Linked DNA regions of Mus musculus: regions 1, 2, 3 and 4 are each linked to region 5. Evidence: chromatin contacts called from public HiChIP or PLAC-seq and promoter capture Hi-C data. All regions are on one chromosome and are shown on one strand. Each heading gives the region's core, a stretch centred on a gene start, on an enhancer-like site or on the middle of the called end of the contact. The rest is flanking DNA. Distances are from core to core; before and after follow the strand shown. Region 1 overlaps Gm35541 (a long non-coding RNA gene). Region 2 holds the start of Mtif3 (mitochondrial translational initiation factor 3). Region 3 holds the start of Flt1 (FMS-like tyrosine kinase 1). Region 4 has its middle 15 kb from the start of Gm10858. Region 5 holds the start of Flt3 (FMS-like tyrosine kinase 3).

What was found. Promoter capture Hi-C pulls out the DNA fragments that hold promoters and counts their contacts. HiChIP or PLAC-seq counts read pairs in DNA pulled down with a chosen protein or histone mark. Capture Hi-C pulls out chosen DNA fragments and counts their contacts.
Region 1: a promoter capture Hi-C map of hematopoietic stem and progenitor cells shows a contact between it and region 5, with 2.4 times the contacts expected there. The contact joins the enhancer-like site here to the promoter of Flt3 in region 5. A contact is called at or near these places in 10 of 39 promoter capture datasets (the 3T3-L1 cell line, the C10 cell line, the HPC-7 cell line and 5 more), 2 of 15 datasets of contacts at CTCF or cohesin (large pre-B cells and pro-B cells), 19 of 484 Hi-C or Micro-C datasets (B cells, the Ba/F3 cell line, the G1E-ER4 cell line and 12 more), 12 of 115 datasets of contacts at active chromatin or transcription factors (the 230-238 cell line, acute myeloid leukemia, bone marrow-derived macrophages and 5 more) and 2 of 9 other capture datasets (adipose tissue and embryonic stem cells).
Region 2: a promoter capture Hi-C map of liver shows a contact between it and region 5. The contact joins the promoter of Mtif3 here to the promoter of Flt3 in region 5. A contact is called at or near these places in 5 of 39 promoter capture datasets (the 3T3-L1 cell line, the C10 cell line, the HPC-7 cell line and 2 more), 1 of 484 Hi-C or Micro-C datasets (B cells), 1 of 115 datasets of contacts at active chromatin or transcription factors (acute myeloid leukemia) and 2 of 9 other capture datasets (liver and macrophages).
Region 3: a contact with region 5 is called in an H3K4me3 HiChIP or PLAC-seq map of embryonic stem cells, with 42 read pairs. The contact joins the promoter of Flt1 here to the promoter of Flt3 in region 5. A contact is called at or near these places in 19 of 39 promoter capture datasets (the 3T3-L1 cell line, the C10 cell line, the HPC-7 cell line and 9 more), 2 of 15 datasets of contacts at CTCF or cohesin (large pre-B cells and pro-B cells), 33 of 484 Hi-C or Micro-C datasets (B cells, the Ba/F3 cell line, the G1E-ER4 cell line and 13 more), 7 of 115 datasets of contacts at active chromatin or transcription factors (acute myeloid leukemia, embryonic stem cells, microglia and 1 more) and 1 of 9 other capture datasets (embryonic stem cells).
Region 4: a contact with region 5 is called in a promoter capture Hi-C map of embryonic stem cells, with 5 times the contacts expected there. The contact joins the enhancer-like site here to the promoter of Flt3 in region 5. A contact is called at or near these places in 8 of 39 promoter capture datasets (the 3T3-L1 cell line, embryonic stem cells, hippocampal neurons and 3 more), 1 of 484 Hi-C or Micro-C datasets (embryonic stem cells), 4 of 115 datasets of contacts at active chromatin or transcription factors (bone marrow-derived macrophages, craniofacial prominence, pancreatic cancer cells and 1 more) and 1 of 9 other capture datasets (embryonic stem cells).

What each region holds. Positions count from the first base shown.
Region 1 is chr5:147,739,553-147,744,035 of GRCm38.p6, reverse strand. It overlaps Gm35541 (a long non-coding RNA gene), which reads left to right. Exons shown (of 4, transcript XR_868712.1): 4 at 881-1,841. Among named protein-coding and RNA genes, the nearest start is that of Gm35541, 11 kb to the left of the region's middle. Within about 2 kb of position 1,790, at least 29 of the 459 cell types and tissues checked have an H3K27ac peak or open chromatin away from gene starts, as enhancers often do. A contact at or near this core is called in acute myeloid leukemia, bone marrow-derived macrophages, hematopoietic stem and progenitor cells and 1 more, where this site is marked.
Region 2 is chr5:146,961,778-146,966,582 of GRCm38.p6, reverse strand. It overlaps Mtif3 (mitochondrial translational initiation factor 3), which reads left to right and starts at 2,786. Exons shown (of 4, transcript NM_001256102.1): 1 at 2,786-2,860.
Region 3 is chr5:147,724,053-147,728,869 of GRCm38.p6, reverse strand. It overlaps Flt1 (FMS-like tyrosine kinase 1), which reads left to right and starts at 2,859. Exons shown (of 30, transcript NM_010228.4): 1 at 2,859-3,199. The coding sequence starts at 3,136.
Region 4 is chr5:146,910,347-146,914,792 of GRCm38.p6, reverse strand. No RefSeq gene overlaps it. Among named protein-coding and RNA genes, the nearest start is that of Gm10858, 15 kb to the right of the region's middle. Within about 2 kb of position 2,277, at least 50 of the 459 cell types and tissues checked have an H3K27ac peak or open chromatin away from gene starts, as enhancers often do. A contact at or near this core is called in embryonic stem cells, liver, pancreatic cancer cells and 1 more, where this site is marked.
Region 5 is chr5:147,399,138-147,403,498 of GRCm38.p6, reverse strand. Flt3 (FMS-like tyrosine kinase 3) reads left to right here and starts at 3,010. Exons shown (of 24, transcript NM_010229.2): 1 at 3,010-3,279. The coding sequence starts at 3,234. It overlaps Gm26597 (predicted gene, 26597), which reads right to left and starts at 3,945. Exons shown (of 2, transcript NR_165432.1): 1 at 3,600-3,945; 2 at 1,580-2,712.

The DNA of each region.
Region 1 (4,483 bases), core at 541-3,040, 340 kb before region 5:
CGTGCCACTGGGGTGCCAGCCTCCTATGCACGCTTAGGGGAGGTGGAACACAGTCTAAGATAAGGGTCCCATCCCGTGTTTCTCCAGGTGAGAAGCAGCAGAGACTGGGACGTAGATGTGGTTCTTAAACTCCTGGGCACCCAGATGCCACTGGGAACTTTGAGGAGTTGAGAACAGGAGCCCCACAGTCCTGAGATGACTTGGGGTAGGGGTGGGTTGGGGGTGAGAATCAGGCTTAACTAAGAGTGCATACCAGGATCGTGGAGGGGCTAGAAGAGAAACCCTCTATGGGGTACTTAGGCACGGCTCTGTATGACCAAGGCCTCCCCCACGGCGGTCCTTGATGAAAGAGACAGTCCTTGCTTGTCCAAACTGCTTTATTCATAGCGGATGAGGATACATATGACTGACTCAGGGTGAACCAGAGGTTAAATCCCTTTTGCAGGAAGGGATGCCCAGGAAGGGAAGCTCATTGGCTTTAGCCTATGGGGCCTATCTAGATGCCTCATTAGCATGGAGAACTCTAGGCTCTATGCTACCTGGCTGGTTGTCATGGTCCTCTTAACGGGGTGCTGTGATCACATGCTCCAGGGAGCTAGTTCAAAGCTCCACCCTTCACAGTCATGAGTTTTATCAGGCTTCTGAACTTTGCTGCAAACTTACCAGTTCCCCTGTCTGGTGGCACAGTCCACTGCCCCACATCTCCCTAGTGCTATGAGGCTTATTATAAATCTAAAAGGTTTTGCGTCCTTAATTTGGGGACTATATGGTCTAAGTGTGGTAAATAATAATAATAATTTATAATAACAATAGTTACCACGACGTCCAAGGCTTGTCCTACCCAAAGAACTTAAACTTCTTTTAAATTCTAACTCTGCAGATGGAGACAGTGAACGCAGATGGAGGAATGCGTCGTGTGAAAGAAGAAGAAAGGAAAATTCCTGAGGTGTTAGGAGGGGCTCAGGCTGAGAGAGATGTTCGGCATGTCCTGTACATCCTGGTCAGGACACTTAGCAAAGGTGTGTTCCTGTGCTTCTGAAAATCCAGTCAGAGTAAGAAGCAAGTGCTCTCTGCCCCAAGAAATGATATTCCAGCTCCGGATACGAGGGGCCAGCCAGGTCTCCTATTGTGAAACATATTTCACAATACCAAGTCTGCCATAAACACATACTGATTTCATTTGTCAATTAGAAATAGAAAGAAATGGGTTGGAGGAGGACTCCTAAGATGTGAGAGAAGGGGATGGTCACTAGTGTCACCGGGTTTGGAGGAATTCGTTTGGAAATGATGACGAGTCCCAGTCAGTACGTGCAGCCTGCAAAAAGGGAAAGCTTGTCTGAGACTCTGAGATGGATGGTGCGCTCTTAGCTGCTGGGTTACTCATGACTTGGAGGCTAATGGCTTCCTCTTTTCAGATGCGCAACTTCCCTGGTGTCTTGCAGGGCTTCATGTTTGGTTGTTTTGTTTTGTTTTTAAAGCAGATCATGAAAATGTATAACTTTTAATCATTCCATAGAAATATTGAGTGGAGCTTCTTTGGCAAATACTAGGAAATGCTTAACTAAATGCTTAGGCCTTGAACTGTTGTGGATCCTTAAAAAGCAGCGGTGGCTGGAGAGATGGCTCAATAGGTAAGGCTGCAGAACAGAATTCTATCCCTGGAACTCACATAAAAGCAGGGGAGAATTTCTTTCAGAGTTGTTCTCTGATTTCCACACACACATATCACGCATACTTACTGTATTAATAGCTTTTTTTTTGGAGACAGTCTCAGTATGAACCCAGGCTGTCCATCTGCCTACCTCTGACTCCTAAGTGCTGGGATTAAAGGCATGTACTGCTACCATCACCCAGCCAACTCTTCTTTTTAAATGTGCATTGGTGTTTTGCCTGTGTGTGTGTGTGTGTGTGTGTGTGTGTGTGTGTGTGTGTGTGTGTGCACGCTCATGTGAGGGTGTCAGATTCCCTGAAACTGGAGTTGCAGATAATTATAAGTTGCCATGTTGGTACTGGGAATTGAACTCTGGTCCTCTGGAAAAGCAACTAGTGCTCAAAACCCCCAAGCCATCTCTCCAGGTCATATTAATAACTTTTTTAACTTAAAAAATAGTGGAGAGATGGCTCAGTGGTTAAAAGCACTGGCTGTTCTTCCAAAGGACCTGTGTTCAATACCAATCATCCATGTGGCAGCTCACAGCCGTCTGTAACCTCGGTTCTAGACGACCTAACAGCGTCACTCAGACATGCATGCAGGCAAAACACCAATGCACATAAAATAAATAATTTTTTTTAAAAATAAAAAAGATAAAACAGAAAGAAAGAAAGAAAGAAAGAAAGAAAGAAAGAAAGAAAGAAAGGAGAGAGAAAGGAAGAGAGAGAGAGAGAAAGGAAGAAAGAGAGAGAAAGGAAGAAAGAGAGAGGAAGGAAGGAAGGAAGGAAGGAAGGAAGGAAGGAAGGAAGGAAGGAAACTGAGCCAGGTGGTGGCATATGCCTTTAATACAGCACTTGGAAGCAGAGACAGTCAGATCTCTGAGTTTGAGGCTATCTTGGTCTATCTGCAGATCAAAGTCCAGGACAGGCAGTGCTACCCAGAGAAACCCTTTAGAAAGAAAGAAAAAAAGAAAGAGAGAGAGAGAGAGAGAGAGAGAGAGAGAGAGAGAGAGAGAGAGGAAGAAAGAAAGAAAGAAAGAAAGAAAGAAAAGAAAGAAAGAAAGAAAGAAAGAAAAGAGAAGGAAACAAAAAAGGAAAAGAAACTGAAAGTCAACTTAAAAAGGAAGATTAAAAAAACTTTACTGGAGTTCCCCCTCCCTCCTCCTCCCCCTCCTCCCCCCTCCCCCTCCTCCCCCTCCCCCTCCTCCCCCTTCTCCTCCCCCTCCTCCTCTTCCTCTCCATCCTCCTCCTCTCCCTCTTCCCCTTCTTCTTCCTCCTCATTATTTGGGCATTACTAGGGACTGAACCTCAAACATGCCAGGCAAATGCTCTACCAGAGCTACATCCACACCCTCTTTCCTTTTATTCTGAAACAAGGTCTTGCTAAATTGCCTGGGCTAGCCTTTGACCTCTGTAGGCTCTGCAGGCCTTGAATTCACAGTCCTTCTGCCTCAGCTCTCCCCGATCCCCCAGACCTGCACCACCAGGCCCTACCCAACTTTAGTTTGAGGGAGGAGGGGCAGCATTAGGTTGGTAGGGCATTGCCTCTCCTTTTTTTTTTTTTGACTAAGACCAAGTGAAGAGTGATGACATGTTCCCTCCCGACATGCAAGCAGCACCCTCGTCACCCCCAGCAGGCTGACACACCTCTCACGTCGCTGGAGCAGCATGGAGGGTACAGTTGACATTAAAGCTTGCTTTTGGTGTCTATGTGGGTTGGAGTCACCCCATTTACACCACCCAGCTAAGCAACTACCAACCTAAAACTGAAGCCCAGCAAAACAAAGTCAGGTGTTACAGGCCTGTGAATCCAGGTACTCCAGAGGCTAAAACATGATTGTAAATCCAAGGCCTACAGAGGCTACAAAATAAATTCAAAGCCAGTCTAGCAATTTAGCAAGCCTCTGTTTCAAAATAAAAGTAAAGATTCTGTTGACAAAAATCCAATAAACTGGATGACTTTAAACTACACAAATGTTCCTAGCAGTGGTGGCTTATGCCTTTAGCCCCAGCACTTGGGAGGCAGAAGTAGGTAGATCTGAGTTTGAGGCTAGCCTGGTCTACTGATTGAGTTTCAGGACAGCCAGAGCTGGGAGAGGAGGGAGGAGGGAGGAGAGTCACTTTCTCTCAGGTTCCAAATCTTCCAAACAAGGATCCTTAGGCATATGCAGACATTGAAACACACGGAAACAACATATTCAGTAATGATAGAGTGATAATTAACATTTAAATAACATTTTTCAAGCCAGGCATGGTGGCACACCACTTTAAATCCAGCACTCAGGAGGCAGAAGCAGGAGATCTCTGTGAACTGGAAGCCAACCTGGTCTACAGAGTTAGTTTCAGGCCAGGGTTACATAGTGAGACCCTGTCACATAAACAAAGAGTAAATTGCAGCTGTTTGGATAAAAATGCCCCCCCAATCCCCCACCCCACCCTGTAGACCCGTAGGGAGTAGCATTATAAGGAGATGTGGCCTTGTTGGAGGAAGTGTGTCACTGGGGGAGGGGTTTGAGGTCTCAGAAGCTCAGGCCAGGCCCAATGGTTCAGTCTGTCTTCCTGCTGCCTGCTGATCTGAATGTAGAACTCTCAGCTCCTCCAGTGCCTTGTCTTCCTGTATCCTACCAAGTTTCCCACCAGGTGATAATCTAAACCTCTGAACTGTAAACCAGCCCCAGTTAAATGTTTTCCATTATAAGAGTTGCTGTGGTCATGGTGTCTCTTCGCAGGGATGGAAACCCTAACTATGACAGTAGTTTTCATTTAATGAGTACTTGCTCTGAATCATCCATTGCGCTATTTTAAGTATATCATCTCATATATTTCCTCCAGT
Region 2 (4,805 bases), core at 1,537-4,036, 440 kb after region 5:
GGGAGCACAAGAGACAAACGTAACAGAGGCAGCAATGGGACCAGGAAATCTTAATATCTGTCCTTTTATGACCGACAAGCAGAAACTGTGCCTTGGCAAATAGGAGGATGAATGCAGCAAGGCAGTCTTGGGGGCAGGTTGCTTGTTTTACCTACTGTCTTTATTCAAGAGTCTCTGAATCCTGTCATAGCCAAGCTGAACCCAACGTTCCTAATGGTTGCTTAAAATAGGCCATCTCCCATTTCACCGTGGCTAGAGCAGAGTTCAGGATGTGAAAAAACAAGGCTAAAACAAGATGCTGGGCAGGAAGCTGCAGTTGCCAAGAATGTCTGTCTGATTAAATTTCTTGAACCACAACCTTATCAAAGGCTAAATCCTTTGTTCATCTGTTAAGTGCATCGTTGGTGTCTATTAGGTGTAACACATTCCTTTCATCCAGCTTACTGCACGTTTTCAGGGGCAGCGTCTCTTCCTCAGTCACTGCTTTGGCGGAAGGACATTAACCAAGTAGAGGGTTGTAACACCAGACTGGGTCAGGTTTCCTTTTTCTCTTTCTCCCCCCCCCCCCTCTTATTTTTCAGTACTGAGGGTAGAAGCTGGGCCTTGCTCATGCTAAGTAAGTATTCTTGCTCTGGGGTTGGGGATTTAACTCAGTGCTAGCAGGTACTAGGCCCTACACTTACATAAGAAATACATAAAACAAACAGTCTGGGTGGTGGGTTGAATATGCTTGGCCCAGGGAGTGGCACTATTTGGAAGTGTGGCCTTGTTGGATGAAGTATGTCAATGTAGGTGTGGACTTTAAGACCCTGGTCCTAGTGGCCAGGAAGCTTGTCGTCTCCTGTTTGCCTTCAGATCAAGATGTAGAACCCTCAGCTCCTTCTCCAGGGCCATGCTTGCCTGCAGGCTGCCGTGCTTCCTGCCATGATGATAACGGACTGAACCTCTGAACCTGTAAGGCAGCCCCAATGAAACCTTGTAGCTTATAAGAGTTCTTGGTCATTGTCACTGAATTATTTCCCCAGTCCCCTTCATTCTCTTTAAAAATCTTCTTAAAATCATTTTTATTTATGTTTATGTATGTATACGTGTGCCCATATCTCTGTGTGTACACCATGTGCGTGCAAGCACCTTTTAGGTAGTAAGAGGCCACTGGGGTTCTTGGAACTGGAGTTACAGGCAGTTCTGCATGCTGGGAACAGGATCCAGCCTCTCTGAAAGAGCAACACCCTCTTAACCACTGAACTATCATCCCTCCACTGAGCTATCATCCCTCCACTGAGCTATCATCCCTCCACTGAGCTATCCCTCCAGACTTCTTTTTACATTCTTGATTCTGATCAGGGTGTAATGATGGGACGAGTCATGTATCTTCTCCATGTTCAGTCTCCTCATCTATAAAATGGGCAATGATGGGGCTGGAGAGATGATGGCTCAGCGGTTAAGAGCACTGTTCTTCCGAAGGTCCTGAGTTCAAATCCCAGCAACCACATGATGGTTCACAACCATCCGTAATGAGATCTGATGCCCTCTTTTGGGGTGTCTGAAGTGTACTTATATATAATGAATAAATAAATCTTTTTAAAAATGGGTAGTGATGGCAGTGTATCATGAGGGTGTCTTGAGGATTAAACTAACTCAATACAGGCTAAGTGTTTAGAACTGTGGTGCTTATGGAAACTTTATCACAAATGTGAGCACTTACAACTGTTATGGACCTGTCTATCCAAGAGGTGGTCTCCACACTTTATTTGCACAACTATGCTTCTATCGTCCCATGGAGGACTAATGCTGGCAGAATAAAAAGTATCTGTAATTCTTCATTTCACTTAGGAATGGCTGACATGCAGAGCCCAGCCCTGGCCTTTGGATCATAAAGAATTGCTTCAGCTTTTGCCTGTCACAGATACAAGGCTCATGGGCCAGAGGCTGTGATCTGATGAAGAAAGGGAGACTTGGATGCGGCTCTAAAGCTATTTAAGGATGACCCAGGTTCCTCACCTGCAATAAAAGGATGGTATTTTGATGTACCAGTAATAGTTGCAATCAGATATTACCCTGATTGAGTTATTTGGTGAGGATTAAACAAGACAAGATGTATAAATTATATGTTATAGACACGTAGTCTGTAAATGAGGGACATTCAGCGGCTTCTCTAAGGAGTTCCCTGTTGAAGAATGGGGAAAAGCAGGGACTTAACGCCAAAGTAGGGGACAGTCAACAGCTTGGTAACAAGGGTGCAGGGCCCCAATAGCCTGAAAGTGCAACACCCAGGGGCTCGAAGTTTCTGACCATCCTCTTGCCTGACTCTGGCCAATGCGGTCAATCATCCCACATGTGGGTGGTCTGTTATGATTTCTCCCAGTTCTGACAGTAATCGAACCTGAATCCATCTCTTTTTCTCAGAAGAGAGCAATCTTGAGAGCGAGGGTTGCACCCTGCTACCCAGCTAGAGCTTCCACTAAACCAGATCCGCAGGTGGCAATAGTTTAACACCGCCCTGCAGTTGTCTAGCACTGTAGAAGGCATTATTCAACATTATTAATGTAACTGGCGGAAGCGATGCAGTGACTGTTCCAGGGACTCTATATTTTAGCGTTCACTTGGCCTTTGGAGCAGCAGGTTAGTAGCAAATCTCTCAGTTTCACTCAGGCCTGCTGCACGATTCTTTTTTTTTTTTTTTTTTTTTTTTTTTTTTTTGTCGGAGGGCTTTATTCCATTAGTGGAATCCGCAGGCCGCAGCTGCACCCTCCCTTTAAGGGACTCAGGAAGTTCCGCCTGCTACGGAAGCCGACGCGGTGCTCCGGCGGAGTCCAGGTACGGACCTGCTAGTTCTTCCTGCTCGCCTACCCCGGCCCAGGTAACGCTGAGGTGAGGGCTTGGCGACGGGGCTGAGGTGGGAATGCATGTCCTGGGAACATTCTGTGCAGAGAGCCCTCCGTGGACGTGGGGTGGCGGCAGCACCAGCCTTCGGAGTCGAGACCAGTTGCCGAGCTGCCAATAATCACTTGCTCGCCAGCCTAGCCAGTTTCGCTGTTTGTGTGCGCGCGCACGCTCCTTCCACGGATTTGGGGGGCAAGGTGGGGGCGTAGGACAACTGGCATCCTGGTGGCATGGCGTCCTGGTGGGCGTGTCTGCTGCGGACCCCTTGTGAGCGTTTTGGGATTTTTTTTTCCTTTAATTTTTGATGTTTTTGCAACAGGGTCTCACTATTTATCTCTGGCTGTCCTGAAACGCACTCGGTAGACCAGTCTGACCTCAAACCTATAGAAATCCTCCTGCCTCTACCTCCGAAGTGCTGGGATTAAAGGCGTGCACCGCTCGCCGTGTCAGGACTTTTGAAATTCCTTCCGGAATTGAAGGTGAGAGAATTCAGTCATAGGATGAAGCCAACGTCATTTTCGCAAAATATGGATTCTACTAGAACCCATCCTTTCCTTCGGGAGTGAATATAAGCCCTCAATATGTCAATGTGAGCTTGTGATTATGAAGTGTAACGATTCAGAAAAAAAGTAAAGAAATAAGTGGTAGAAATAAGCTCCCGTCAGGCCATATCCCGTCAGGAATAAAGCCTTATCCCTCGGAGGCAGAGGCAGAGGCAGGCTGATCTGTGAATTGGAGGCCAGCCTGGTCTCCATAGTGAGATCCTGTCTCAGAGAGAAGGAAAGAAAAAAGAAATCAGTATCATTAGGTTGAAGAGCTGCTCAGTAGGCAAGGCAGAGTTCAGTGTCTGGAACCTAAAGGTGGAAGGAGAAAACTCAGTCCACAAGGTTGTCCTTTGACCTCCACACTGGCACCATGGCATGGGTGCCCAGACACATCAGACAGACAGGCAGACAGACACACAAGCACCCTTACCCACTGAGCCATCTGGCTGGCCCTGAATCTTTGCTTAGTATTAGATAGTGTAGGCTGTGAGCATAGTCAACACGTTTCCGAGTTAACTGATACAGTTTCATAATTTTTAGTGTTGTGAAGGCTGCACTGATGAATAGTGTTAGTGTGTTTAGGCTCACTTTAGAAATTATTGGAACTCCCGTACTAATCACAAGCCATAATTTATTATTTATTATTACTGTTGTTGTTGATATTGTATTAGGAAACTCAAGTTTGGAACTCAAGTAGCAATTTTAAAAATAAAACATTGTAATACATTACAGCTTAGAGATACTCTAATTGGGTTCATACTGAAGAATGTTAGCAGAAAAGTATTGAAAGGTTTTTTTGTTTGTTTGTTTTTTGTTTTTGTTTTTTTTCGAGTCAGGGTTTCTCTGTGTAGCCCTCCTGTCCTGGAACTCTGTAGACCAAACTGCCCTTGAACTCAGAAATCCACCTGCCTCTGCCTCCCGAGTGCTGGGATTAAAGGTGTGCGCCACCACTGCCTGCCTGTATTAAAAGTTTTAAGAGCAGAAGACGGTGGGAACCATAAAACGTTGCAGTTGATATTCTGCTGGGGCCTTGAATTATCAAAACATGTGTGAGCTGTACTTGGCACTCATTGCCGTTTGAGACAGTGAGAACCTTGGAGATTTTGGTTTGACCAAAACTAGAGAAATAAGTAGATTAGTGTTACAGAAGTCTTCAGAATTTTACATTTGTAAAACCCTTACTTGTGGTTCTTTTACACACAGGCTGTGAAGCTAATGGTATGTATGTGTGTAGGTACATAGTAATATGTGTGCCCAGTTTGCTTTCTATTGCTTCGAGAACTACCATAGCAAAAAAGCAGACTACTTGGAGAGGAAAGGGTTGATTGGGCTAGCTGGTCCAAATCATAGTTCACCACTGAGGGAAGTCAGGGCAGG
Region 3 (4,817 bases), core at 1,610-4,109, 330 kb before region 5:
TCGCCAAGGAGCCTCAGTGTCCCAAGATGTCATAGGAGGCTTGTTTGCTTGTTTTTCTTCCAACAATGCATAAGGATTTGACAAGATCATCAGCTTCGTGTAAACAAGTTCTGTGTTGTGTGTCAACAAGGATTTTTCTTCAACAACCAAGCTTAATGTCACTCTGCTTCCTCTTCCCCCTTCTCCTCCTCCTCCTCTTCTTCCTCTTCCTCTTCCTCCTGTAGATCAGCTCTGGGTTCCCCTCCTGTCACTCTTATTGATGCTCCAACTTATTCAGTCTTGAATATTTAAGTCACTGGCTGGACAACAGTGTGTTCCTGAATGGGGGCAAGAGAGAAACTTCGAGAGAATGTGGCTGATAAGAGGAGAGAGTGTCTGGTTTTGCTAGGCAAGCAGGAGATGAAACGTTCTTTTGTACATGGGCAGGAAGCAAGCAGATAATCCACTGCAAATAGCCTTTCACACATACCTAGCGTGTTGAATTTGATCTTTCCCATCAATGGTATCTAGAAAACCTCTTTCATGACTGATTTGGTTCGAAGAGTCCTACTGTATGTAGCCCATTATTCAACTCTGTTACCACTTCTGGGGAAAGGGTCTTAGCCCTTTATTGTCCATATCAAAGTGAAGTTGAAATGTCCAATGAAACAGTTTGTATCATTTTAAAATTCTTAATAACAAAAATAACAATAACAACCAATGCAACCTACAAAAGAAATATTGGTGTGGAAGTTGTTGGCTGTAAATTAAAAGTCTGGGGCTTTTCAAAAGAGTTGGAGAAACGTATCGAAAGCCACAGCATATAAACCTTAGCTACTTCAATTACGAGGCCATTAATCTTAGATAATTGAGCGATATTTTAGCATTGTTAATGCACAGCTTAAGTTATAGATGGTTTTGGCTGTCGGTCAAATACCTGTCTGGCTTCATGATCCCATAAAGTCATTGTGGGATCATTTCTGGCAACAAACTCATAAGGATCTCCTTGAGTATTTAAAGACATCAAAATGCCTTTTGAAAACAACGCATTAAACTAAACCTTTGGGGACTGTACATGCAACACTTCCCCCAAGTTGGTAGTTCCCCTCGCTGGTCTTCCCCTACAATAAGCCATGCCCGTGTTTCTGTGCTCATGGTGGGCTTCATACCCCTCTAGAATCGTACACCTCCTTCACGTTGTGTGTCTTGGTTTCTGTCGGCCTGCTCAGCGCAGCACCTCCAGCCTCAGTGGCGATGGGTTTCCAATTGGCAAGCTCTCCCCAGCCCAAACACCTGCCATTGCTTAAAGGGGCTGAGCAGACCTCTTAAAAGATGCGTGGGCGTTAGGATAGCTCTTAGGGGAGACAGGGACAGTTTGACCGTGTGGGTGTGTCAAGACCGTCTGAGGCCGGAGATTCAGCTGGGAGAATTATAACTACCTAGTGCGGGCCATCCTGCATGATTCCTGATTGGAGAGCAATTTGAGGCGCCGGAGGCAGAGGGCAGGAATACTGACCCTAGTGGAAGCTTGTAGAGAAATCAGAATTGGCTGGGGAAGTCCGCAGGTGAGCTTAGGCTCACAGCGGTCTTTCCCTTCTGCTAGACCATGAAGGAGAAAAGGAATCTCACTTGCCCTGGCTCAGAGGCTCCCGGTGCCCTAGTAGAGCTGCGGGTGGTGGTGGCCCAGACTCTCTTAGGAATGAGGCAACTCAGGTTGCGCAACCTTCCCTACCGGAGGTTTAGTCTAGTCCTTCAGGAAAAGCCTCTGGTCCCATTTAGGAGCCATTTTATCACGGGTATCTGGCAGGTTCTATTGAGGCTATTTTTCAAACCTGCAGTATTTACAGGGACAAGACTGGGCTGCTCCGGGGAGGCCGGGACGACTTCAGCCTTCCAGTTAATGGATGCATAATTGAGGAACAACGTGGAATTAGTGTCATCGTAAATGATCTAGTGTCTCAAGTTAATTTCACCCGTTTTTTGTTCCAAGAACATTCGAGTCAGTCATCTTGGCTAGCCGGCTTCCACCAAAAAGATTTGTTTTCCATCCAGCGTTTCAGACCTAGAGTTCAAGTTCTTGGCCCTTACAAGTTGCAGGAGCGTGTCTCACGCCTTGGCTTTTTTTTTTTTTTTTTTTTTTTTTTTTAAGGTAACATGTTATTCCTTGTTTTGCTTCTAGGAAGCAGAGGGTTGAGGAAATGGCTTGGGCGGGTGCATTAATGCAGCCGAAAAAGACACAGACTCCCTCCCTTGGGACCCGCGCGGCCCCGCGCTCTTTCCGAAGGTGCCTGGCAAGGCGTCCGGTTCCCTCGGACGCTCCGGGTCCAAGTGCCTTAAGCGGAGGGTCTCTGGCGCCTTCCTTCGCTGTCTGGCAACAGTCTGGCGGGGTCAGGGACCGGCGGGACCGCTCGGGAGAGGGCTCGACTGCGCCTCGTTCCTCGGTGCCAGGGACACCGTCGCGGGAGGCGCGGCCAGCTTCCCTAGGATAAGACTTCCCGCCCCGGGGGCAGGGCGGTGCACTTAGACGGTCCCCTCCTCAGTTTCGGGCGGTCACCAGAGCTGAGTAAGCTCGGTGGAGGGAGCTGGGTAAGGATTTCCTGAGAGCGATGGGCAGGAGGGGCTGGGGCAGCAGAGCACAGAGCAAGGACCCTGAACCTGCGAACCTGTCCGGCGACCCGCGCGCCTAGCGCCACCGCACGCGCGCTCTGGCCCCCGGGCTACCCGCCCTCGCCGGCCCCCGCCCCTCCGGGAGGAAGAAGAGGGTAGGTGGGGAGGCGGATGAGGGGTGGGGGACCCCTTGACGTCACTGGAAGGAGGTGCCGGGGTAGGAAGTGGGCTGGGGAAAGGTTATAAATCGCCCCCGCCCTCGGCTGCACTTCAGCGAGGTCCTTGAGAGGCTCGGAGCGCGGTGGCGGACACTCCCGGGAGGTAGTGCTAGTGGTGGTGGCTGCTGCTCGGAGCGGGCTCCGGGACTCAAGCGCAGCGGCTAGCGGACGCGGGACGGCGAGGATCCCCCCACACCACCCCCCTCGGCTGCAGGCGCGGAGAAGGGCTCTCGCGGCGCCAAGCAGAAGCAGGAGGGGACCGGCTCGAGCGGCTGCGCCGTCGGCCTCGGAGAGCGCGGGCACCGGGCCAACAGGCCGCGTCTTGCTCACCATGGTCAGCTGCTGGGACACCGCGGTCTTGCCTTACGCGCTGCTCGGGTGTCTGCTTCTCACAGGTGAGGCGCGCCAGGGACCATGAGTTGGAGTTCGGCGGGGATGGGCAGCCACGGGGTGGTCCGGGGGAAGCGAGCTCCGGCGGGAGCCGGGGACACTTGTAGCAGCGGGTACGCCTCGGGACACACGTCTTCCCCTCCACCCCCCAAGTGGGCGCCGCTGGAAGTTGGCATCACCGCTTAGACTCTCCTTAGCTCCACGCTGGGGTCAGAGCCAGAGTGCCTGCCGGGTGTAGCCGGAGCCGCTAGTCCCCTACCGGGTTCCCGGGTAGGCGCTCACTCCTTAGACTCTGGGAGTGCAGATCACCACACGGGTGGACCTTTCAGCATCCAGAGCCTGCTCCTAGGCTGCAGCAGAGTCCTCAAGGGCTAGTTGGAGCAAGCTAGATGTCAGAGAGGCTGCCCGGGGCTGGACAGAGGTGGGGTCGTTAGCGATGAGCTCGCTCCACCAGAGCAAAGGAGGACGAAATTGGGAGGGGTCCCGTGCCCGCGGCGAGCAGATGGAGCCCAGAGAAGGGCCAGCTCTGACTCCCGTACCCGCTTGGGTCCGTCCGGAGGAAGCTGGGGAACGCACAGTCTGCAGGGTTTCTTCCCAGCAGTTCGCGGAGCGCCGTCTCCCGGGTGGGGCCTCCGCGGTGTGGGGCGGGTGTGCGGTCCAGGTCCTCGGAGTGAGTGAGTGACCCAAAGCGACCCGGCAGCAAGTTTTGGAATTTTAAGCCCTACCTTTAGGTTATGAATCTAGAAGAAAAAACAAAAAAACAAAACCACCTGACAATTTAGACTGAAAGCTGTGGTTTAAGTAGTAGGTGAAGTTTGCGACCTCCTAAATCAGCGTTCTCTAGGATATGAAAAGCGCGGGGCGGGGGGGGGGGGGCGACCGATCAGGGGCCGGCAGATTTTAGGAGCATTTAATGTGGAGACCGTCGTCATCCAAGGGTCAAAAAGCTGGAGGGACCTCGGGAACTCTAACTCCAGGTCTGCAGGCGGGAGGTCCCTTTGCGCAGAGACGCATACCAGAGCGTCTTTATTTAAACCAGCGTGGTTGGGAAAGAAGATAGAGACTAAAGAGTCAGGTAGAATAGTAGTGGCCCCAGAAAGAAAGGCAGCAAGGTTTTAAAAGACAGTAAAAATAAGCCTTTTGAAATGGGAAGACTGTACTTCGTTTCAAAGTAATGAACAGGGGTTTATAATTAAAACGGACTAAAATGGCAAAGCCAGAATCCGACGTGGCTGGTTAGGTTCTAAAATAATGATATTAAACGAGTTATTGTATTTTCTATTTCACAAATATTTTCGAAGAGCTGCTTATACGGAAATGCAACCGCTTAGAGAGTTTAAATACTGATTTATTATATAAAGACAAAACTAGCTTAAAAAATTACTGCAAACCCTTAAGTTACAGGGTGGGGGGAACAGGCGTTTTATTGGATTTTCTGCTTGACACATGTCTCTACTTTTTAATTTTAAAGCGTGGTTGGTTTTGGCTAAGCGTAATTTTATCTGTGTTTTCGAACAGTGGAGGCAGATTGAAGCAGTTCAGGGAAAGTGTACAAAGTCGCTTTGCGCCGCTAGCCAGGCGCTGAGCCCCATCAGGTGTTCTAGCCTCGATATTTATTAGTTA
Region 4 (4,446 bases), core at 1,028-3,527, 490 kb after region 5:
GGCTGTCTCAAACCAAAGCAAAGCAAACCGGGGGAGAGGGGGGGAGAGTTGATGTGAGAAAGTATGTTTTGGACATAAGGGTGACACAAGACACTTGAACATCTCTGAGAAACGAATCCCCAAACCAATCCCCTACAATCAATCCCCTAGCCTGAGAGGGGTGACCATAGAGGTGGGGAAAGCAATTTATAGCCACACAGCGCCACCTGCTGCTCACCACGGAGTAAAGAGCCCAGTGTGAAATCAGGGAGAGCCGTGGACTCTGAGCCCCAGATATTGAGGGAAGTTAAGTGTGGCTGTGCTAGTTTGTCCTGTGACGTGTGAGCATAAAGGCACCTCGGGGGATTGGCTGCATCTATAAATGTCTGCCAACTGGGAGCCATCTGATAAAATGGGAGGTTTGAGACACATGTTGACTCACAGACAAGGCTCTCTCCTGTGTGCTCTGTGTGTCGAGAGCGGACCAGACCAGAAAGCCAAGTAGAAAGTGGCCTTCTCTTTAATGACTCTAGGAAATGGCACTTGTAGGCACCAGACTGTCTAGGGATGGGCTTGGAGATTGAGGTATAACAAGCCTACAGCTCACTGACTCACAGGCTCCTGCTGCTAGCATTCCTTTATAGAGAAGACACAGGGGAGGGTCAAGGAAGGGTGTTTTAAGGTTTCCCTTGCCAGAACCCACAAGACCAGGTCAGTGGTTTCCAGCACTCTTCAGAGTGGGTGAGGCATCTTGGTGCCCAAGGGAGAGGAGCGGTGAGCACCATGCAGCCTGCCACTGTGTAGACAAAGCAAGCCTAAGGAGCAGTCTATAATCCTGGCAGGCCTTATTCCGTGAATGCCACTCACCCTGCTGTGTCTGCTGTCTGACATCTAGATGTCAGGGCTGGGGAGGGCTAAGGGTGCTCCGTTTCACACTCAACGCCTGTCGGGGACTTTGCAGGTGGAACCAAATATTAAACACAGGCTGCTGGACCCTTGATCTGCTCAAATGTAAGAATTTTGAAATCTACAAACACTCCCATATGGGTGAAGACACCATGTGTGGGATCTGCTGGAAGGACCGGCCCAGTATGGTTGCTGGCCCAACCTCTCTGGATCAGGAGCTGCATGTTTGGGCCTGTCAGACTCCATGTCACATCTGAATAGGATACAGACAAGCATCCCAAACCACCAGCTCCCTGTCTGGAAGGATTCCTAGTAACACACCCGTAACTAAACCGGCCCCATAACAGGGGAAGCCTAAGGCTAATGGTTCTCGACTTACAGGGGTCTGCTTGAGGGTGGCTCCTCCTGATGAGGCGAAAGCAGGTGCTTTCAGGAGAAACAGGTACTTCAGGTTTTAAATGTGGCTCTTCTCCCTGGCTAGTGACATGCAATTTGATGCTCTTTCATGACGTGGGGGGTGGGGGGCGCAGATAGCAGTGATCTCAGCTCCCAGTCTATCCTGCAACTGATACATTGGGCCACAACCACATGCTAGATCTCTTCAGGGTTGGTGGACCACAGGGTTTTCCACTTAGGGTGTGTCAGCCTGGTGTATTTTTATTGAGGCACAGCCTGGTCATTACTTACGATGCAGCTGGCAATGGTGGTGCTTTAATCCCAGCACTTGGGAGGCAGAGGCGGGTGGATTTCTGTGAATTCGAGGCCAGCCTGGTCTACAGATGGAGTTCCGGGACAGTCAGGGATACACAGAGAAACCCTGTCTTGATCTCCACCACCCAAAGATGCCAATGGCTACTGGGAGTAGACAGTGTGCCAGACTCAATTCTTAGTTCCTTAAGCTCATTAGCTGAATTAGCCCTCCCAACACGTTCCTTACCTCTATTCTATATGTGAGCACACTTGGTTGCTGCACACAGCTTAAACCACTTGAAGGGGACCCAGGACATTCAGCCCCACCAGTCCTCCTGCTAAAGCTTGTTCAAAGCAGTCTGCTCCACTTATTTCTACGGGGAACAAGAGGGTGCCCTGGTGGAATAAGGACCAAGCAGCCATAGTGACAGTGGGGCAGAGGGTGGGCACCCTTTTCGTGATCTTTCCTTTTGCCTCGGGTAGACATCTTTGCACTTTCTCCTGTGTACAAATCGTTTCAGGATTCACCTTGTTTTGCTTTTCACTTGTTTCCCTTGAGAGATCCTGAACCAAGAGGGCGGGGGGGGGGGGGTGGGGGGGAGCAGCGAGAGCCACTTCAGCAAGCCACTTCCGGTTACCTGCTGCACCCTCCGGGGCAGCCAAGCGACACAGTGGCTAGGTCAGGGCGGTCTGTTTGCTGACTGCAAACAAGGGCCCTGCTGGGGACGTCAGGGGAGCAGCTGCTGAGTGCCCAGCGAAGCTCCAGTGTGGTTTGTAAAGTAAACGGACTCTAATTTGGACAAATACGGCAGGGGCCTGGAACTCAGGACAGATAAAGTTGCAAGGAAGTGCTGACCTGGAGGGACAAGGTTTCCAGGCCCCAGTGGGAAGTGGGAGTGGCCCAGGAATGCCCTGAACCTCCCAGAACTATAGCCTGCTCACAGCCATTTGACACCTTAGGCATTAAACAGGACATTTGTAGGAGAATGGGGAGGGGAAGTGGTCCACGGAGGTATTAAGTGTCTGTTTATAGTTACATCACCTTGTAGGAAACGCAAGTTCACTTAAGTCTGAGGTTTAACATGTCTATCCTACAGCTCAGGCAGGCACGAGAACATCAACTAGGCATCAAAATTTTCCTTTATAGTTTGTGTGTGTGTGTGTGTGTGTGTGTGTGTGTGTGTGTGTGTGTGTGTAATTGTCGAAAGGGAATGGAATTTTGTAGGAGAGAGCAGAGTGGCTGGCCCAGAGTGAGTGCTCAGTAGATGGCAGCAGATGGATGGTGTCTCATTTACAAGTATTCATTCAACAAACACAGTGCTTGTAGCAGAGTCCTGCTTCCCTAGCTCAGCCACAGCCTTCACTACAGCTCTGCTCCCTTGATGCACAACATCATCATGACATTTGGAAATGTCTGGAAACGGTAACGGTAACGAACTCGTCCAATTACACAGGGTGGTCCCAGGTGCGTGGTGAAGCCACTTGGCCACACAGTCGAGGGTTGCTACTCTCCAGGCACCTGGTGAGGTCAAACTTCAACCCAAACAGCAGTTTCCTTTAGGTGCCCAAGGCCAGCTCCCTCACCTCCTTCTGACTCTGCTGAATATACTGCCTCCAACTGTTTCATGCACAGGCGACAGGCCTCATCTAGGACCAATGTCTGCCTTTCTTAGGCTCTGGGAGGAACAGTGTGACTGAACAGTTCCCCTCTTCTGAGGAAGAACTGACTGGAGAAGTGTCCATTCATCAGGAGGAATTCCACAGAGGTTATTGGAGTGCCTCGTAGCTCCCCAGGATGGGTCCCTACAGCAGGGCGTGGCACTGAAGTCAGAACTCTCCAGGACAGGAGGCATCAGAGGCTCGAGAGGGGTGACCTGTGCCGGGCAGGCAGGAAGGGTCACTGCAAAGTTTCTATGAAGTTGGCTCACTCCAGAGAGGCTCATTTCATTCCCAGTGAACCACAGAGGTGGTCCTAAGGGCTGAGTCTCCATGGTAACACTATCGTTGGGCTTACACTGCTTGCCTAGCTGTGTATCCCCTGCACCGCGTATTCACCCTTCTCCATGGCTAGCCTGGTCTCTTGCCTGGCTACAGGGCTACTGCAGGAGCTGGAATTTAAGGAACTAAATCTCAATTTCAATCTGTGATCAGTGTCACAAGTCCGCCCAGTCCTCTCCTGCAGGATAACTATAAAGTTCGGACCCCACCTGACAACCCCTGATGGGTGCCAGGTACCCTGGCAAACAAGTCCCAGTATTAGAGTAGAATCGAGGAGCCTGAGGCTGCCAGAGGAGGCCCAATTTGTTGTTTAGAAAGCAAAATATTCTCAAGATGGTTGGTGATGATGATGGCCCAAGACCACAGATGTGCCCGGTGTCATTTAAAAGTGGTTCCACTGGGCCTGGTGCCCCAGGCCTGTAACTCCAGCTACTCAAAAGTTGAAGAAGGAGGAACTCAAGTTCAAGGCCAGTTTTCTTCTCAAAAATAAAAAATGAAAAAAGAGGACTGGAGAGGTGGCTCAGCAGTCAAGAGCACTGACTACATTTCCAGAGGTCCTAAGTTCAATTCCCAGCAACCACATGATGGCTTATGACCATCTATAATGGGATCTGATGCCCTCTTCTGGTGTGTCTGATGAAAGGACAGTATACTCACATACCTAAAATAAATCTTTAAAAAAATAATTGAGAAAAGAGCTGTGACTGTAACAGGAGAGGGCTTGCCAGACATACACAAAGTCTGGGTTGAATCCCTAGTGACATATGTGCACACACATACACACATACATGCTCATGACATATATGCATGCATGCACACACAAACACATGAACGCATGCAAGCATACACACGAAAATGCCAATACAGACTCAT
Region 5 (4,361 bases), core at 1,761-4,260:
TGAGGGTATAAACACTCTTGCACACTATCGCCTTGCCTGACTTTACATGTGGGTGCTGAGGACTTGAACTCAGGTCCCCAGGCTTATGCACCAACCACTCTTAACCCACTGTGCTACTTCCCTATCTCTCATCTTGTTTTTTTGAGTCAGGATCTCTCACTGGCAGGGGCCTCACCCAGGAGGCCAGGCTGGCATTCCATGAGGGCCCTGTGGGGAATCTTAATTTCAGCCTTCTCAGCTCTGGGATTACAAGTATTCTGGCTGGAGAGATGGCTCAGCAGTTAAGAGCACCTACTACTCTTCCAGAGGTCATGAGTTCAAATCCCAGCAACCACATGATGGCTCACAACCATCTGTAGTGGGGATCCGATGCCCTCTCCTGGTGTGTCTGAAGACAGCAATATTGTACTCATATGCATAAAATAAATAAAATCTTAAATAAACAACAACAACAACAAAACAAGTATTCAACACCATGCCTGGTTTTTTTCACATTGGTTCCAGGGACTGAATGGAGACATGCCACCCCCCCCCCCTCTTTTTTTTTGTTTTTTGTTTGTTTTTCGAGACAGGGTTTCTCTGTGTAGCTCTGGCTGTCCTGGAACTCACTCTGTAGACCAGGCTGTCCTTGAACTCAGAAATCCACCTGCCTCTGACTCCCAGGTGCTGGGATTAAAGGCATGTGCCACCACTGCCCAGCGACATGGCTCCTTTTTAAAGAACACTTACTGCTTCTTGGCTCAGGTTAAGTTCCAACTGCCTATAACTCCAGTTCCAAGAGATCCAGTGCCCCCTTCTGGCCTCCGAGGGTAGATCCCGATTCAATAACAAATGGGAGTTTGTAACTTCGGGCTTTTTCTCCCACACCACTTTGTTCCCTGTAATAACGACTCTGAGGGTAATTATTAATACATACTTAGGCCATAAGCTTTGGCTTGTTCTCCAACTAGCTCATAACCCAATTATCTCTCTTATTCTATATTAGTTCAGCTATGTGGCTGCTTTCCGGGCAAATCTCCTGTGGCTAACTCTTTCCCAGAATTCTCTCTTTTTCTCCCAGATGTCCCACCTCCTATTTCCTGCTCCAGCTCATTGGCCACTGACTTCTTTATTCATAGTGATGCTTATAAGAGATTCTATCGGAGCTGGGGGTGTAGCTCAGTAGTAAGAGTGCTCTGGGTTCTGGGGTCCTCATGGTTGTATGGCAAGCTCTTTACTGACTCAGCCATCTCCCTACTTCCACTTTCCTTTTTTTTTTTTTTTTTTTTTTTTTGGTTTTTCGAGACAGGGTTTCTCTGCATAGCTTTCGCTGTCCTGGAGCTCACTTTGTAGACCAGGCTGGCCTTGAACTCAGAAATCCGCCTGCCTCTGCCTCCCCAGTGCTGGGATTAAAGGTGTGCGCCACCACGCCCGGCCCTTTTTTTTAAGATAGGGTCTTGCTATGTAGCCCAGGCTGACTAATGCTCTACCTGCCTCCGCCTCATGGCATTATGGGTGTATAGCAACAAACCCAGCTCTAGAAATTTTTTTAAGTCAATTATTGTAATTGCAAATGTACCAGGACTGGAAGATCTTAGCGTTGGTGTCTTCTCTTTCCATTTTATTAAAGGGGAAAGCCTAAAAGCAAACTAAGCAAACAAAAACCTGGTTTGAAGAAGTGATCTCCCAAGTGAAGGCTGGCCTCTGAGAACTGTCCTGGGATGGGCTGGACCTAAGCTTTGTCTTCTGGTTCCAGATGAATAACCGATAACCACAGATACACATCTCAGCAGCCTGAGCACCACATGTCTCGGAGAGTGAACTCTCCACACCTGGAAGGTTTTGGGTCTGTGTTTCTTTTTCTTTCCCTTTTTCTTTTTCTTCTTCTTTTTCTTTTACTTTTTTTCTTGCTGATGATATAACCCCGGGCCTTGCAAGAGCTAAGCTAGCAATCTACCGGTGAGCTACATCTCTAGCCCCACAAAGCTATCAGATGATTAAAAAAAAAAAAAGATCCATGAATAGGCTGGAGAGGTAGCTGTGTGGGAATTGCCCTCCCTATTAAAGATGAAATGTGCTGCTTTACATATGTATATTTCTCCGTCTGGCCGCTGATCAGTGGACAGTCTCACTGTGGTGTGCAGGAATGTTGGAATGTTTCTTCATGCTCCTGTTGCAATTCCAGAAGTGGAATCCATGCGTCGGGCACCTGACCTTAAAATGCCTAAAGCACCAAGCCCATGTCATTTTCCACAGTGGCTGCCCGGAGGACGTCACTTTGAAGTTTCCCCTAGCGGGAAGGCTGATAGTGCTGTGGACTGAGTGGAGGAGAAACAGTGTTGTTAGTGTGCTTGTATGCTCTCAGGGGTCATGCCTGAAGAGAAAAACGATGAAAAGAATGAGGAGCGGAGGACTGCTGTGATGGAGCGATATTACTGACGTCATTATGGGGAGAGAACTAGGACACAGAGGACAAATGGCTCAGGAGGGTTCCTTCATGGGGAAGCCAGGGCTGCTATCCTGTGCTTTCAATATTCAGCTTGATGCACGGGAAATAATTGTTACCTAGAGACACTATGAGACTAAAAGCCAGAACTAGGAGGTGACAACTCCAAACATCCTTTGAGGTGCACGGTCTAATTTGTTTGGGTGTCTGTTTAACCTCTCTAATTTATTGACCTTGAAACCGCGTCTGCTTTTCTGGGTCGGAGGTGGATGGGAATCTTGGACATCCTATAAGAAAGGACAGGGAGACAAAGAAAATCAGTCCACAATGCAGATCTACCAGATGTGGAATAAAACTCACGGGGTTACCAGTGTATGGCACCGATTCAGTGCCCATCACGGGACATCAAAGATCCCCGCGCATGAAGAAGGAGGTCTGTGTGTCACCACTCTTCTCACCCTTAGGAGTTTAAAGCAGAGGTCCGGGGACTCAACCACGGAGTCCAGGCAACTTCCCCAGCCGAACCGCACCCAGTCTCCCCTGCCGCAGTCCCGGTGCCAGGAGCGCAGGCTGGGGACCACGGCGGGCACGTGGGATCGGCTGCAGCACTGCGCCAGTTCAGCCCGCCTAGCAGCGAGCGGCCGCGGCCTCTGGAGAGAGGTTCCTCCCCCTCTGCTCTGCACCAGTCCGAGGGAATCTGTGGTCAGTGACGCGCATCCTTCAGCGAGCCACCTGCAGCCCGGGGCGCGCCGCTGGGACCGCATCACAGGCTGGGCCGGCGGCCTGGCTACCGCGCGCTCCGGAGGCCATGCGGGCGTTGGCGCAGCGCAGCGACCGGCGGCTGCTGCTGCTTGGTAAGGCCCCTCACCCCCTCTGCACCCCGGCCGAGCGCGCATCACTCCCTCATACCCACCGCGCGCTCCCCTCGCCGCCGCATCACTCCCCTCTTTCACGTCCCCCCTTTCAAGCGGTGAACTTGGCTTTGGTTTGCCCACCCCTGCCCTCACCCTCCTCCGCAGCGCTCCTCTGCAGCTCAGTCCCCAGGCCACCGCGCCTGGGCTTGGGCTTGGATGCTCCGTCAGCCTCTGAGAGTCTTCTTCAGCAGCGCAGGTGGCCCGAGACTCCCTGACCCGACCTCTGGGTACTATAGATTCTCGAGCCGGTGCGTTCTCACCTCTTTGAGATGTAGGCTGACAGAGCAAACTAATGGGAAAACTGCGAGCATCCTCTGCTAGAGCGGTCATCCCTGCTAACGACCCCCACCTGTACCAATTTTCGCTTCACTCAGTGGCTAGTTACTTTGGAAATACTATGCAAAACAGATTTATAAATTTAAAAACTAGCTACCCTTCCCCTCTCCATACTTTTCTTATTTTAGGATTAAACCCTAGTGACACTTTCAAGGACTCCTAGGACTACTCTCCCAAGTTGCCTGTTCGGGTAGAAGCATAGCTGTGATTGAAAATAGTAACTAACTATAGGGGGGAAAGTCCCCATTCTGCCCAGTTCTAATCGGTCTCGCGTCAGCTTTCTGTTTGGGAAGACAAGGGGGTTGGATTGAGTTGGAGTTGGAGACAGTTCTAGAAGTCGGGGGTGGGGGTGGGGGGAGATCAGGCCCTGCCCTAGTTTTGCAGCCTTCTGAGGCACTCCTGGCTTGGCCTCAGTCTGCCCAGTGGCCTATTTCCCCTTCATTTCCAACATTTAGGATTCTGGCTTGAACCTTCCGTGACAAATAGAGAAAACATTTTGCAACATTAAATGAGCAGAAACGGTTTCCAATTACTTTAAAAAAAAAGATGATAAAATTAAAAAATGTAGGCTATAAAGGAAAAGGATGGGGAGAACGCTGTACCTTTCTTAAGCGAGTTGATGCACAGGGACATCTCAAACGCATGGCGTGGCGTGCTTTTCTTTTCAGGCTCTATTAATGCAAAAT